Linked DNA regions of Sus scrofa: region 2 is linked to region 1. A link is a contact called in public Hi-C data. All regions are on one chromosome and are shown on one strand. Each heading gives the region's core, a stretch centred on a gene start, on an enhancer-like site or on the middle of the called end of the contact. The rest is flanking DNA. Distances are from core to core; before and after follow the strand shown. Region 1 has its middle 150 kb from the start of ACVR2A. Region 2 has its middle 280 kb from the start of ACVR2A.

Region 1 (7,041 bases), core at 2,519-5,018:
TTTTCCAGCCATTATGTCTGCATTTCAAGCAGAAGGCAGGAGAACATGAGCTTCTCCCCACTATTCCTCCCCCCATTGAGGTCTCTGCCCACATAATACTACTCTTCACATGTAACTGACCAACACTTAAGTCACAGGCCACATATCACTTCATATGGGGCTAGGAAATGCTGCCCAGTTTTTATTACTAAGGAGCAATAGTGAAGGAACATTGGGAGGCAACTAGCAGGTCATATATGCAACAGGTACATTTTATTATCTTGACTAGGTACCAGGTTGGTGACAGTACAGACCAACTTGGCATCCTACATCTAAAAGTCTGAGGCATTGTAAAAAGCCTCATAATCTGTCAAAAAGGCATTTAAAAAATAATTTTAATCATAATAACTCACTTCATGGAGAGTGCTAATAGGATACTTTTGTCACTAGTTAAGATCTGAAGTATTAGTTCCCATATCTGAAGTGTTTACCCAACAATGATTGAAGTAGTTATCAGCAGCAATTTGCAGCCCAAACTTTACCTCTGACCTGCAGACCTGTATATCTAATTCATTATCTCTTCCTGGATGTTTTAAAGGAAGCACAAATTCAACTTGTTCAAAACTAATGTTATTTTTTTTCCCCCAAACCCCGTCCACCTGCAGTATGTCTCATCTCGGTGAAGGATACCATCATTCACCCAGAGGTTCAAGCCAAAATCCTTGATCTTCCCTTTTCCTCAGCACCACTATCCATTCAGTCACCATGTCCTGCCAACTTTCACTCCCTAATACCTCTTAAATCCATCTATTTCTTTTCATCACCTAGGCTACTACCCAATCAAAGCTAACGTCATCTCTTGTCCAGAGAGCTATAATAGCTTACCTGTTGGTCTATTCCCATCCATTCCTTCCATACCTCCAACCTATTTTCTGCATTGTAGCCAAAATATTTACTTGGAAATATAAATGAGATCATATCACACCCAAGCATAAAACTCTTTGATGGTTTTCTATTACCTTTAGCATAAACATGCAAATCCTTTACATAATTGCAAGACTATATACCTTTCCAGCTCATCCTATCCCCTAATTTTACTCAGTTCTTTGTGATCTAGTAATACAGACCCTTTTCAGTTCCTCAAATATGAAAATTTCTCTCCTGCCTTGGAGCCTTTACATATTGTGCTCCTTAGTATTATTACTTACCCCGCCATACAACTACACAGAACTCAGTTTGAAAATCTTCCTCAAGAAAGTGAATTAATCAAGCTAGTCTAAGTACCTCTATTAGAAACTACTATTATGGCATTCTTTTATTCTGTAGCCCTTTTCACAAATGTAATTGAATAATTGTGTCTACCAGCTCCTTTGCTAGAAAGAATGCTCCATGAAGAGAGCATCATTTTCTGTACTGTTCATAGCTGCACCCTCAGTTCGAGCATGGTGACTAACATAATATTTTCAATATATATTAAAGGGATGAATGAATTAATGAGTGAGTGAAGGAATACCACACCACCAATGAGTAAGGACAGTTAACTCTTATATTTTCCACATGAAATAATTGAACGTTGGAAACATTAAGTTAGCCCAAGATAGCACAGCTCACAGAATGGCGGAGGTGGGACTCGACATGGTACTCTGCTTTCAGAGTCTATTATTCTTCCACTATTTTCACTTCTGGGTAATGGTAACAGCAAAGAGAATAGTGTATCCAGAATCAATGATTAGATCAAAATCAGTGATTGCACAATTTCTTTGACAGCCTCTTCCATGGTAGTTTACAAACAATGCATGTGAGTCTCATGTGAAGTTTACTGGTACGGAAAGGTTATGATAACCAAATGTCCTACATTGGCTGATATTAGATATGGTCACTTTGGGAAAGGTATTTACTTTCCCACAAAATGCTTTAATACATTTCAATACCCAGTCCTTTAAGGCTCACCTTCTTGCTATCCAAACATAGGTAGCAGAGAAGAGTTTTCTGGCTCTTTTATATGAATCATTCTAATCTCCACCCCCTGGTTTACATTTGCTCCTGAGTCTTGCCTGTAGTGTTTGCTCTGGCAGGATCAAGAAGTGGACATTACAAGAGTGTTGGATAGAGCTGAGATTGAAAGCCACTACTGATTCTGTACAATCCCAGTAGATTAGAACTGGGAGGTCTGAACCACAGTAATCAGATTGAAAGTAGATGCTATTACTGGATCACTCCTCTGGACTGGAAAGCTTGTTAAAATGCAGATTCTGAACAAAGTTGTAGCTGGAATAGGATCTGAGACTTCTTATTTCCAACAAGTCCCCAGGGGACAGGAATGCTGCAGGTGCGTGGACCTCACTTGGAGCTTTAAAACCTTGAACTAGCTCCCCACCTAGTTACATGCCTTATTGTACCTGTACTTCATAACTTACCACAGAATATCATTATGTATTTGTAGGAATATTTGAATAATATCTATTCCCCCCCCAAAAAAATGTAAAGTATTGAAATCATATCACTCAAAGTCTAGTCAGGAAAACAGAGACCACATCAGATGGTTTAACAGAAGGGATTTAATTTTAGGAAACTAGTTACAAAGGTGTTGAAGAAATTGAGAGTGAAAGAACTCAAGAGTTACACAAGAGCAAGAAGCCACTACCATCCTAGGACTGGAAGGAATAAAGGAATCACTGTTACATGATCCCATGATCTGGGCTGCCTGGTGGGAGCAGGATGCAGCTAGAAGCTGCTTGGCAGGAAGTAGGACACAGAAGAGAGCCACTTCCCAAAGCAGGATATGGGGGTGCATACTGAGAAATGCCATTGCTTCTTCTCTTCCTGCTCTACTGCCTTCTTCTAATATTCCCATTGGCTGAATCTAAAAAGAAGCCACTTGTCAAGGGAACCCAGAAAATGTATTTTGCAGGAGAAGATCAGAAAATTAATCTGCTTGCAAAAGCCGGACATATCTACTTTTTACTTATAGTATCTAGCATACAGTAGACATTCAGTAAATATTTATTGAAAGACTGAAAACTAAAGGAAAAGAAAAAAACAGACACCCTTCTTACACACACATGTACACCGCATAGACACATACCTTTCATTTTTGAAAACTATGTACTAGTCATCTGTGGCTACTGGCCTTGTTGAAATTCTTGGTTTCTACATCATCCAAAGTTACTCTCATTCTAAACTCTAGCCAATAGGGGTGAATAATTATCCCGGAGCAGTGAATGTGGTAAGCAGCTCCCACAGTTGACCAAATTCCTTTTCTTGTAGACTGTGGTCCAATCCTGAGAGAGTAGCAGTAGGTGAGCATAAAACACTCTCAGAACAATTTGATTGCCACTCACATTAGGAGAGATAGCAATAATGGTGGCACAACAGCATCATATACAGCCAGTGCAAGCCTAGTAATGGCTTAACCATTAAAATGAACCTTAGCTTCCCCTAAAGCTTAATCTCTTAATGATAACATTCTGCTTATCATTCCTTAATAGGAAAAGCTGAACCAGTTTTGCTTACTAAATGGCTCCCAACATAGACTCCAGAAATCCCTAATAACAGCCACCACTTACTGAGAATTTATTATGTGCCAGGTACTATATCAAAAACTTTTCTCATTTTGTCCTCACCTCAAGTCAATGAGGTTTGTACTATTCTTATTTTCATCTTGCAAGAGAAGAAACTGAGCTCAGAGACTAAGGATTCCTGCTCAAGATCATGCAGCAGATAAGTAACAGAGCTGAATTCAAACCCAGGCAGTGTGACTCCAAGGCCACTTTTCATCTCTGATTAACCAAGGAAGAGTCATAAGGGCAGAAATTCCCTCACGTAGGTTTGGGTACTTGATTTCATTCTTCAGACCACAGTAATGTGCTGACTCTGCAAAGTGGACTCATATTCCTCACATCTGTGTGTATGCCTTTCTCAGCATGTATATTTCACCCTGCCTTACTGACTTAAGAAGCGACTTTGTATGTTTAGTAACTCTTGATGATATAGGAAAGTTTTCCAGGAGATCTGAAGCAGAGACTAACATAAGGTCTTAGATTTCCAGTGGCATTCTGAAGTATAGCTATACAAAATAGAGTGAAGCTGGATCTTTTAAGCAGTCTCTCTCATTCCTTTGGTGATGGAAAGTGACTTTGACACAGTGCCATCAACTCTGACCCACCTGACCAAAGTCCATGAAGCTCAGCAATTTTCCCTGGCAGTCTACTTAGCATCTGTCAGAACCAAGCTTTACTGGGAAGGACAGGCTTTCTAAAAAAACTATCAAATGAGATTTAAATTCCAGAATTTGTTCTGAGCATTTCTCCCATGTCAGCCATCTTTGAAGGGTATGTATGCCACCCTATAAGGTATCCTAAATCCCATCAGACCCCCTGGGGGGCAAAAGGGGCTTCTCTTTGGTTCATAACCAATCACATTCAGCCTCCTCCCCTTTCCTCTTTCAGGAGCTGCCAATGGGTCCTTTTACTGGAGCAAAATGGTATAAAATAGGTGCTCTTTTTATCCCTGCTGGAAGGTTTTAGAAAGGTCATCAACATTGGCTTAAGTTCCCATTTTTTTTTTTTCCCACTGTACAGCAACGGGGTCAGGTTATCCTTACATGTATACATTACAATTACATTTTTCCCCCACCCTTTGTTCTGTTGCAACATGAGTATCTAGACATAGTTCTCAATGCTATTCAGCAGGATCTCCTTGTAAATCTATTCTAGGTTGTGTCTGATAAGCCCAAGCTCCCGATCCCTCCCACTCCCTCCCCCTCCCATCAGGCAGCCACAAGTCTCTAAGTTCCCATTTTTCATGAATATAACTATGGCATTAAAATCTTTGACAACCCAAGAAAGTCTAAATCTATTAATTACTAGTTTTCTTTGAGTACCAGGAAGAGGATATGCCCTCAAGGAGAATATGATTTACTTGGATCATGCATAATAAGTTATACATTCCCACAATAATGATGAATAACAAATAATTACATGCAGAGTAAGCATTCAGTGCTCCTGTATCTGGGATTGTTAGGTGGATTTGCTGATCTTGGCTGGGTTCTTTCATATGTCTAGAGGTTTACAGGCCATAGGCTGGTCAGGTATGACCTTAGCTAGGCTGACCAGGGTGACTCAGCTCTCCTCACATATCTTTCATTTTCCTTCTGGGACCAGTAGGCTGGCCAGGGCATGTCCCCCTCTCATGACAATAGCAAAGTACAAAATCACAGAGAAAATGCACAAGTACTTTTTAATAATTTCTAAAAAAAGTCACATGCCCAAATCCAGATTCAGGGTAGAGAATAGACAATTTTTTAATAATTTCTAAAAAAAGTCACATGCCCAAATCCAGATTCAGAGTAGAGAATAGACAATTTAATGAGCAGTCACAGTAGCATTGTGTGGCAAAGGGGAAGGACAAAGAAAAGGCTGAATTGGGTCCATAAATAGAACCAGATACAGCAGATAGCTAAGAGAGAAAATGCAAAAGTGTATATATGACAAAGTTCCTTAGCATGGCATTCACAATCTGGCCAGCTCTGTCAAATGGCTCAAACTTCCTATCCCCTTTCTTACCCATACCACTTTCTTCATCTCACTAAGTCACCAAGGTTTTCTCATACTGACCCTTTCCTCCCCCCAGTCTCACCTGACATTTGCCCAGTAAACTCAGACTCATTCCTCAGGCCTCAACTGAGGCTAAAATTCCTCTGGTAACAACCTTTTCTAAACTCTTGAGTTTGAGTTAGGAGCGCATCTGTGTATCCTTTAGCACTCTGTCCACACCCCATCATGGCACTTATGACTTGTATTGTCATTTCTTTCTTCCATTAGGCTGTATTTTCTAAGGGTGGAGGGACTATAGCCCCAGAGTCCAGCACAGCCACTTGTTCAGAGCAATAAAATCAATAAGTATGAGAAGAATGAAATTGCTCAAACCCTTGGCACCAATGGAGATAGGGAGAAAAGGGGTAACAAACAGTGCATTCAAGAAAGGAAGGGGAAATTTCTTCCTAAAACAGTTAAATGGGAATGGTGGAGGTTAGAGATGGCCTTGAAATCTAAAAAGAACAGGTAGATTACATGAATGTGATTAAAGTACCACTGAAAATTTTTGAAAAAGAGCCAGTGGGAAAGATTTGTGTTTAGCCAATACTCGAGAGAAGCACTGTTCAACATAAATAAAATGTAAGGCACAAACATGGATAAGTTTAGGTAATTTTATATTTTCTGAAAGCCACATTTTAAAAAGTTGAAATAAACAGGTGAAATTCATTTTAATAACATTTTATTTATCCTAATTAGTTTAAAAAAACTATCATTTCAATGTATAATCAATATAAAAATAGTAATAAGTATTTTACATTTTTTTACTCATACTACATCTTTGAACTCTACTGTGGATTTTACACCTAACACATCTCAATTTGAACTAGTCACATTTCAATGGCTCAATAGCCATAGTGACTGGTAACTTACAGCATTGAATAGTTCAGCTCTCTGGGCAAAGATATTATCTGAGAATTACCCAGGATGATCATAGTCATAAAATGATGACAGTTTGAGAAGGGAAAGAAAGGCAGGGGCATGCCATTGCACTGGCAGAATTAGTGTGTCAGTTTATCTAAGAGAGAGCCTTCAGGACGTATGTTTACACATTTGGCCTTCAGCCTGCATTGGAAAGGGGAATTGGTTCATGTACAAGCTATGATTTGTTTATATTTCTGTTCTCAAAAATAACTATTTGTTAATGAAATCTACCGTCTATCAGGCTGATTTCCCTAGTGTGGAATGTAAGGTTTATGAAATTCAAGCATACTAGGTGGAATTTAAACACATTTTTATGTACTATGGGTCACAGTCAATTCAATTCAACAATCATTAAATGAGTTCCTACTAATTGGGAGCTTGAGCTACCCAGCAATTATCCTTGAGAAAAGAGTAAAGAAGAGCATAATTTAATAATTTGCTATTTATTCTCCCAGTTACATAATTAGCAAACTGTTGCATACTCCTGTTGTGGTGTGTCTATATGATATAAATGTGTACAGATATATTTTATTACATTTTAGTT
Region 2 (7,041 bases), core at 2,724-5,223, 130 kb before region 1:
CATGGCTCAGTGGTTAATGAATCTGACTAGGAACCATGAGGTTGCAGGTTCCATCCCTGGCCTCGCTCAGTGGGTTAAGGATCTAGCATTGCCATGAGCTGTGGTGTAGATCACAGACACGGCTTGGATCCCGTGTTGCTGTGGCTCTGGTGTAGGCTCCAATTGGACCCCTAGCCTGGGAACCTCTATATGCTGCAAGTGCAGCCTAGAAAAAGACCCAAAAAAAGTAAAAAAAAAAAGAAAGAAAGTATCCACATAAGTACTATCTCTTTCTCCACAGCTAATGATTCATCTGCTATGAATTTAACATTCAGAAAAGGATGACTTAAATGCTGAAATGTGATGTTTCCCTCCCTGCAAGAGAGTTATTGTATATGTGTTTCAAACCCAGGCTAGATGACAACTCCCTTTCAGGGCAAGGATTAAGTCTTATTTGTCTTTGCAACCCCTGTCCTGCATCTTTGTCCAGAGTAGGCACTCAGGAAATTCTTATTGCAGTGGGCTGAACAATTCTGTGACATTTGATCTCAGAACTGTCTCCATTCATGCTGTTCCAAGCCAGAAGAATAACCTACACAATGCCCAGCTGGGAAATTCAACCGCATTTCAGAGATGTGATTGGACTAGAGACCTTGATTATTAACTCATGAATGACTGTGCCGAATAATATGACTCTCCAACAAGAGCTGCTGCTTGGGCAAGCCGTAGTCTTATAATATACTATCAGACTGTCTCATTGACTCATTCTAGTCTACCCAGAAGCCTTTAAACAATTGACATCCATTTGTTCATGCTCTTGTGTCTAGCATAACTGAAAAGTAAGTAATGTTTTCTTATGACTCCAATACCTTTATGCCTGCCAAAAGTGTTGCTTTAGTAGCTGTGCTTGGTCCCAGCAGTCCTAATGTCATTAGAGAGAGAGAACTATCACTGAAAGCGTATTATCTGGTGACCTCCGAAAGAGTCACGAGGAGAGACTGAAAGGATGACCTAGTCTCAAACACAGCAAGAGCTTCCTCCTGGTGTCTGAAGTTGGACCAGATTCATTCTTTCCATGGTCAGATTCTTCTACCAACTGGGCAACCTTGGGCATGGATCTTACTGCTTTCTGTCTTAAGTTTATCATCTTTAAAGCAGTACTCATAACAAGACCTACTTCATATGATTATAGCAGATAAAAGGATATAAATCTCTTTGCCCAGTGGCAGATCCATAAGAACTCAATCTACCGAAGCTGCTATCACCTTCTCAGAATCTCTGAAGCAATGAATTCCAGCCCCAGTTTTATACTGTCCCAAATTCTTAAAACAAAGTGTTAATCACTTTAATTTTAAAAGCACCAAGCAGCATTTTTAAGAAGAGTGGGAGGGTGCCAAGAAATCAAAAGATCTGGTGTTTGCAATTCCAAAAAAGGTCAGGAATCATAGCCCAGGAATGGACTATTTTGGTCAAGCCCTGCTGCCTCAACCAGACACTGTAGAAATTGTCCTTCTGGGTCACAGGAAGACTTGAGGGGACCCTCAGAGACAGGAACTTCTTCCAAGATACACAGCAAGGACATTATATGAGATGGAATTCCACGAAAGGAACATGGAAGCTCTAGTTCAAACTCTGATCAACAAACCCCCAAACTTAGTCTATCATTAGCTCACTTTCCAAGGTAAACTTAACACATCTCACAAAGCAAGATAAACCTAACAAGCACATGTACCAGTAATGTAATTTCTCTCACTCACTTGCTCACTTGCCTGCACACAACAATTCAGGTTTAAAGATGTAAGATTAATTCTTTCTGTCCATTGCAAATAAATGGCAGTGCATTCAGTTTTTGGAACCATGGGCAGCAGACAAGCCCTGCAAAAGCTCTCATGTTTACACTCAGTCTTTAATAAATTAAACCCCTCTGTTCCTTATTCATAAAAGCACAAATGTGGCCCCTGAATCATGGAACATGGTTGCCTTTTTATTACAAGTAAATTGGCATTTATGACCAGGCTATGATCTTTTAAGTCTAAAAACCAAGGTTATTTTATTGTTAATATTTTCTAGAAGAGGAAATACTATATTTCATAAACTTTACAGCCTGCAGATACATTCTTAATGATAAATCAGCCTAATCTTCTGCGTCAATCATTGATGATTATTAACATGGTGATATTTCTTTTAATCTAAATGTACAAGGTCACCAGCCATTCTTCTGTTATTGCTCAGATATCAAATGAGAAAAGAGCTATAAATAGAGGAGAAATCTGGACACAAAACCCTCTTCTTTTGCCCCAACCATTTTCAAATTTCCTGGAAATGCAAATATCATCCTTGGGAATTTCAAATTATTTCAATTTTACACAATTTTATATCAACAATCAATGTGCACAAGCCCATAAAAGTCTTGCCAATATTTATTCAAGAGAGTTGAACATAAACAAACATAGTTGCAGACTGAAACAAGAGTAGTGAAGGAGAAAGGATAAACACTCTTACAATCATGTAGTCCTAAGAACAAATGAATTCCCTCTCTTCATAGGTAGGTGGATGGACGATAGATAGATAGATAGATAGACAGATAACAGATACAAGATAATAGATAATAAAATCATTACTGTCACTGGCCAATGTGAGACATTGAACCTGAAGATTCCTCTACTATTCAAGGAAATGGGTTGTCCTAGCCAAGGTCTTCAACAGGGTAAGGCATTTCTGTCCATCATCATAGGCCTAGAACAACTCTGAATCTCATAAGACCTTGGTGGATCTAGGGGATTAACAAATGTGTTCAGTAAAAGTTCAGCCTGATACACTGTGACCTAAGAAGGAAATGTTCCCAGCACCCCAATGGCTACCCTTTCTTGAGAGCCCACTGTCAGAATGTGAGGAGTCAGCTTCTAGACACAGTTTCCATTTGCATGACACCAAAGGCACTCTACACATCAGAATCTATGTGTGGAGTATGCAGTCTACACAGCAGGATGCAATAGCCCTGACCAACAATCTGTCTTCTATCCAGGTAACATAGTGACCAGAATGAATCTTTTCCAGGAAAAAGACACTCCAGAAAAACTCAGCCTCCTTTGCAAGAAAAGGGACAGACTGGTCCAGTACACACGCCCCATATGACTCCTTCAAGAACAGAACTGCACTAAATGCATTCCTAGCTTGAATAAGAGCTGAAACAAGAAACTGCCACAAAAGACTCTGACAACTTAGGTGGCTGATCTTCAGATTTCCCAAGACTTGATGACTAGCTCCCTGAAGTAACCACCAGAACTCTGGGCTTTGGTTCTGAATCTCAACATTCTCTGTGATTTTAGGCAAATTTCTCCTTATCTCATTAAATTTCTCCTTTCTCACTTATACTTACCTTACTTAGATGAGGAAATAAACTCGCAACCGGAAATAAACATGAGAAGTTTTGAATGTTAAAAGTATTATATATTAACTTTTATGATTATGATGATATTTCAATGGTGCAACATTAGAGAGAATGTGAGATTCAGAAGATATGCACCAGTTCAACTCTTCTCACTCACTCTGGACAATTTAACCAATCTTTGACTCACTTTTTTCATTCTTTAAAAACAGGGATAAAAAATTACTCTCTGTATTAATTCATTCAATCATCTATGTCCTAAATTCATGACACATGGTAGGTTCATAACAAAAGTGAGGTTATTCTTGTCAATAATGTCCCAAGAAGGACCTCTATTTAATAAAGGTGATCATTCACTTCCCAGGAATCTGGTTTTGGGGAGCCCAGAAAAATCCCCCACAGAGGGCTGGGGCCAGCTACATGGAAAGGAATTTCCCAGAACATGGCTCTTCCTCCACAGACTACTCACTTAGTTGTGTTTTCTATCCCAGACATATTTAACACAAGCAGCTCAAGGGAATTAAATGATATCTCTGGCCTGGTCTGAGACACAAAGCCATCTGGAGAACATAACTTCCAACACTCATTCCTGGTTGCATCATATCTAGCCACAAAACCCCATCCAAGCTCAGAGTTTCTCCACCACTTTCTTCTCCCCAAAGATTTAAATGCATGGGCCTGCACTGACCTTTTAAAGCTTACAAAAGGCAAATCATTCTCCCCTTAGTATCCTCTGGGCTACTTCCCTAATTAAGGAACAGAAATACGGAGATGGTATCTTAGGAATACAGCCATACCATCCAGAGTAAGTCATTTCTACATTGTTCTGGAATGTATGGCACAGGTTTCACTGGGAGGAAATTTATCTTTTTGATTGAGTTTTATTTAGTCAACTATTAAAATTAATTTCCACTCCCTGAGCATTCTATTTGAAAGCAAGGACAGGCAGCCTGAGATTAAATTCTCACTATGAAAAGCTGCAGAAGAAAGAGTTTGTGTAGCTAATCAAGAACAACACATCTTTGATAAAGACCTAAAGATTTCAAAGCTCTAGCTCAGAAATAGCACTCTGCGTCCTGCTGAACAACCAACAGCCTATTAAAATCTGCCTTCTTTCCTGCACATTTGGTCTTAATTCTAATCCTGGTACTATTCCCAAACTTTCCATCCCCATGGGGCTAAAGTTACCCCAGAAATCCTTCCACACAAGATGCAATCATTATACTGTTCTCTGCCACCTTGGCCCAAGCCAAGGAGAGCTGGCTGTTTCAAATGCCTCGAGGTAACTTATTGTTACTGAGAAATGTTTTCCAGCATGGAGAGTGTCAGAGTCTCCTGCAGTCCTGAGGTTTGGCTCTATTTGGTGAGTTGACTCTGCCTGTGACAGAAAAAAAAAAAAAAAAAAAAAAAACAGCTGAGTAGCAGGGTGGTGAATGTTCTGAATCAACATAAGGCAACCAGACGCTTCGAAAAAGGCAGTTATGAAATATATTCAATAAATATCCACATCCAAGTATGGGCTCTTTCTTTAGTTGTGACAGAGGGAATACAAACAAATCAAAATCACACAATTAGCCCTCTATCCGTGGGATGGAATTTCTCAAAATTTCCACTTGTGTCCCACTCTAAGACTGTCACATCAACCTAGACATTTGCAAGAATATTGCCAGAGATATAAACAAGGTGCTCCTTGGGTTGCCTTTGCCCATCATCCCAACTGTATTCTCAGACTCCAAATTTGATAAGCTTTCTTTCCCCTTGTAGTTGACAAAGGGCCAGATCTGCAGTCAGTCATTTCTTTGCAGCTAATTGATGAGAACATCACTGGGGATGTTTTTCCAGATCAAGAGGAAAGACACAGCCCTAACTGTACCAGTATCTGTCAAGAGATTTTCCATAAACATGTAACACAAATAGGTAGAGATAGAAACAAAACAATTATAAATTATGTAATCTAATTATCACTAGGCAATTTGATTCATTGTGACCCAAGTGATTTTATTTGGGTCTGAAAGTTGTGAACAAAAATCTTAGGAAGGCAGTACAGACAGTGATTAAGACATGGACTCTAGAGTCAAACCTGGATTCAAATTGCAGCTCTACTATTTACCAATGATAGAGCCCTGAACAAATAATTTAAACTCTAACTCAGGTCCCCCCTTTTATGTGCTTAGTGGGTATAATACATAGTAAGAACCTAATAAAAGTGAGCAATAATAAGCTTCAAGGACCAGGATGTCTTGGAACTGTGGTGCCAATTATCCCTAAATTTCAAAATGTCATAACAAACAACCTGAGCAAGATTTACAAAAGAGGTGTTCTCAAAGTGTTTTGTGACCCCTGTACCCTCACCCACTCACAGACATATAAAGGAATCATTTGATAAGCCTGGAAGAATTGAAGATTGGAGTGAGGAATTATTTTGAAAATTTCTACCCTCACCTCAGTACTAATGAGAGAGACTTTAAAGAGATCACTTGGTGAGCTTGTTAGAGGTCTCCTGAGACAAATTAAATGGAAACTGGGCCATACCTGAGAAATATAATGGGCCAGAGCTAGCTAGAGCAGCCTGTGGAAGGAGAGTAAGGAGCTATAGCTGGAAAGCAATTGTATTCTCACAGGGGCCAGGTGAGAGAGATGACAGTAGGTGAGGAGAATTTATATACACTTCCCAAGAGAAACATGGTAGGCAGAAACTAAGATAACCTTTAGGATTCCTGCCCCCTTGTGTATAGTTGTGTATAATCCCCCCGCCACTTGTGTAATTGCCTCCATTGGATAAGACCTCTGAATATGATCGAATATCACTCCTATGATTAGGCTACTAATCCTTTGAATTGATCAAAGGGCAGGTTTTCTGGGTGGGCCTGACCTAATTATATAAGTCTTAAAAGAAGGCAGAGTATCATAGAGATGCTCTCCTGCTGGCCTGGAAGATGCAGCCTTTGGAAGTCTTGAGATGCAAGGAAATAAATCTTGCCAACAAATATGTGAGACTGGAAAAGGTCACTTAGTCACATTTGAGGTCACCAGTCTGGTCAACACTTTTATTTCAGCCTCGTTAGATCCTGAGCAGAGGACCCAGTTGTGCCCATGCCTGGACTTGTGGCCTATAGAAACTGTGATATAATAAGTTTACATGGTTTTAAGCCACTAGGTTTGTAGTAATTTGTTTACAGCAATAGAAAACCCTCGGGGGGCAGGGGCGGGCAAGGAAACCTCAGCAGAACTGTGCTGTAAATACATCATCAGATGCCCAGAGCTGAGGAAGATAACAGGCAGCCAGGCAGACTGTACTCCACTCATGACAGAACACAGCAGGCTAGAGATCCTCAGTGACGGGTTGTTGAGGGGAGTTCCAAAAACTCAAAAGCATGCCACAGGAGAATCAGCTTCAGCCTTTTGCCTGGCCCACAGTGCTCCAGTGCCAGATCACAAGAATTCCAGGGCTGCAGGACCTCTCCTGTCTCTTACCTTTCCTTTCACACCCATCCCCCAAATTCAAGCTGCCAATGTGGGAACAAGGGTCAGAAACATGGCAGGCAAGCTGGGGGAGGAAGGATAGAAATTTATAACACTAAGAATGTAGGTGCCCCTACATTCAGACACCCTCTACTCTGTCCCCTTTCCCACTTTCATCCTTCTACCTGCACAGGCCTAAAGCTGTACTTTTG

The links. A called contact is a pair of places that touch in the nucleus more often than the background predicts.
Region 2: a Hi-C map of embryonic fibroblasts shows a contact between it and region 1, with 2.2 times the contacts expected there. The contact joins two enhancer-like sites. A contact is called at or near these places in 2 of 47 Hi-C or Micro-C datasets (embryonic fibroblasts and fibroblasts).

The regions. Positions count from the first base shown.
Region 1 is chr15:4,404,383-4,411,423 of Sscrofa11.1, reverse strand. No RefSeq gene overlaps it. Among named protein-coding and RNA genes, the nearest start is that of ACVR2A, 150 kb to the right of the region's middle. Within about 2 kb of position 3,768, at least 4 of the 83 cell types and tissues checked have an H3K27ac peak or open chromatin away from gene starts, as enhancers often do. A contact at or near this core is called in embryonic fibroblasts, where this site is marked.
Region 2 is chr15:4,533,228-4,540,268 of Sscrofa11.1, reverse strand. No RefSeq gene overlaps it. Among named protein-coding and RNA genes, the nearest start is that of ACVR2A, 280 kb to the right of the region's middle. Within about 2 kb of position 3,973, at least 9 of the 83 cell types and tissues checked have an H3K27ac peak or open chromatin away from gene starts, as enhancers often do. A contact at or near this core is called in embryonic fibroblasts, where this site is marked.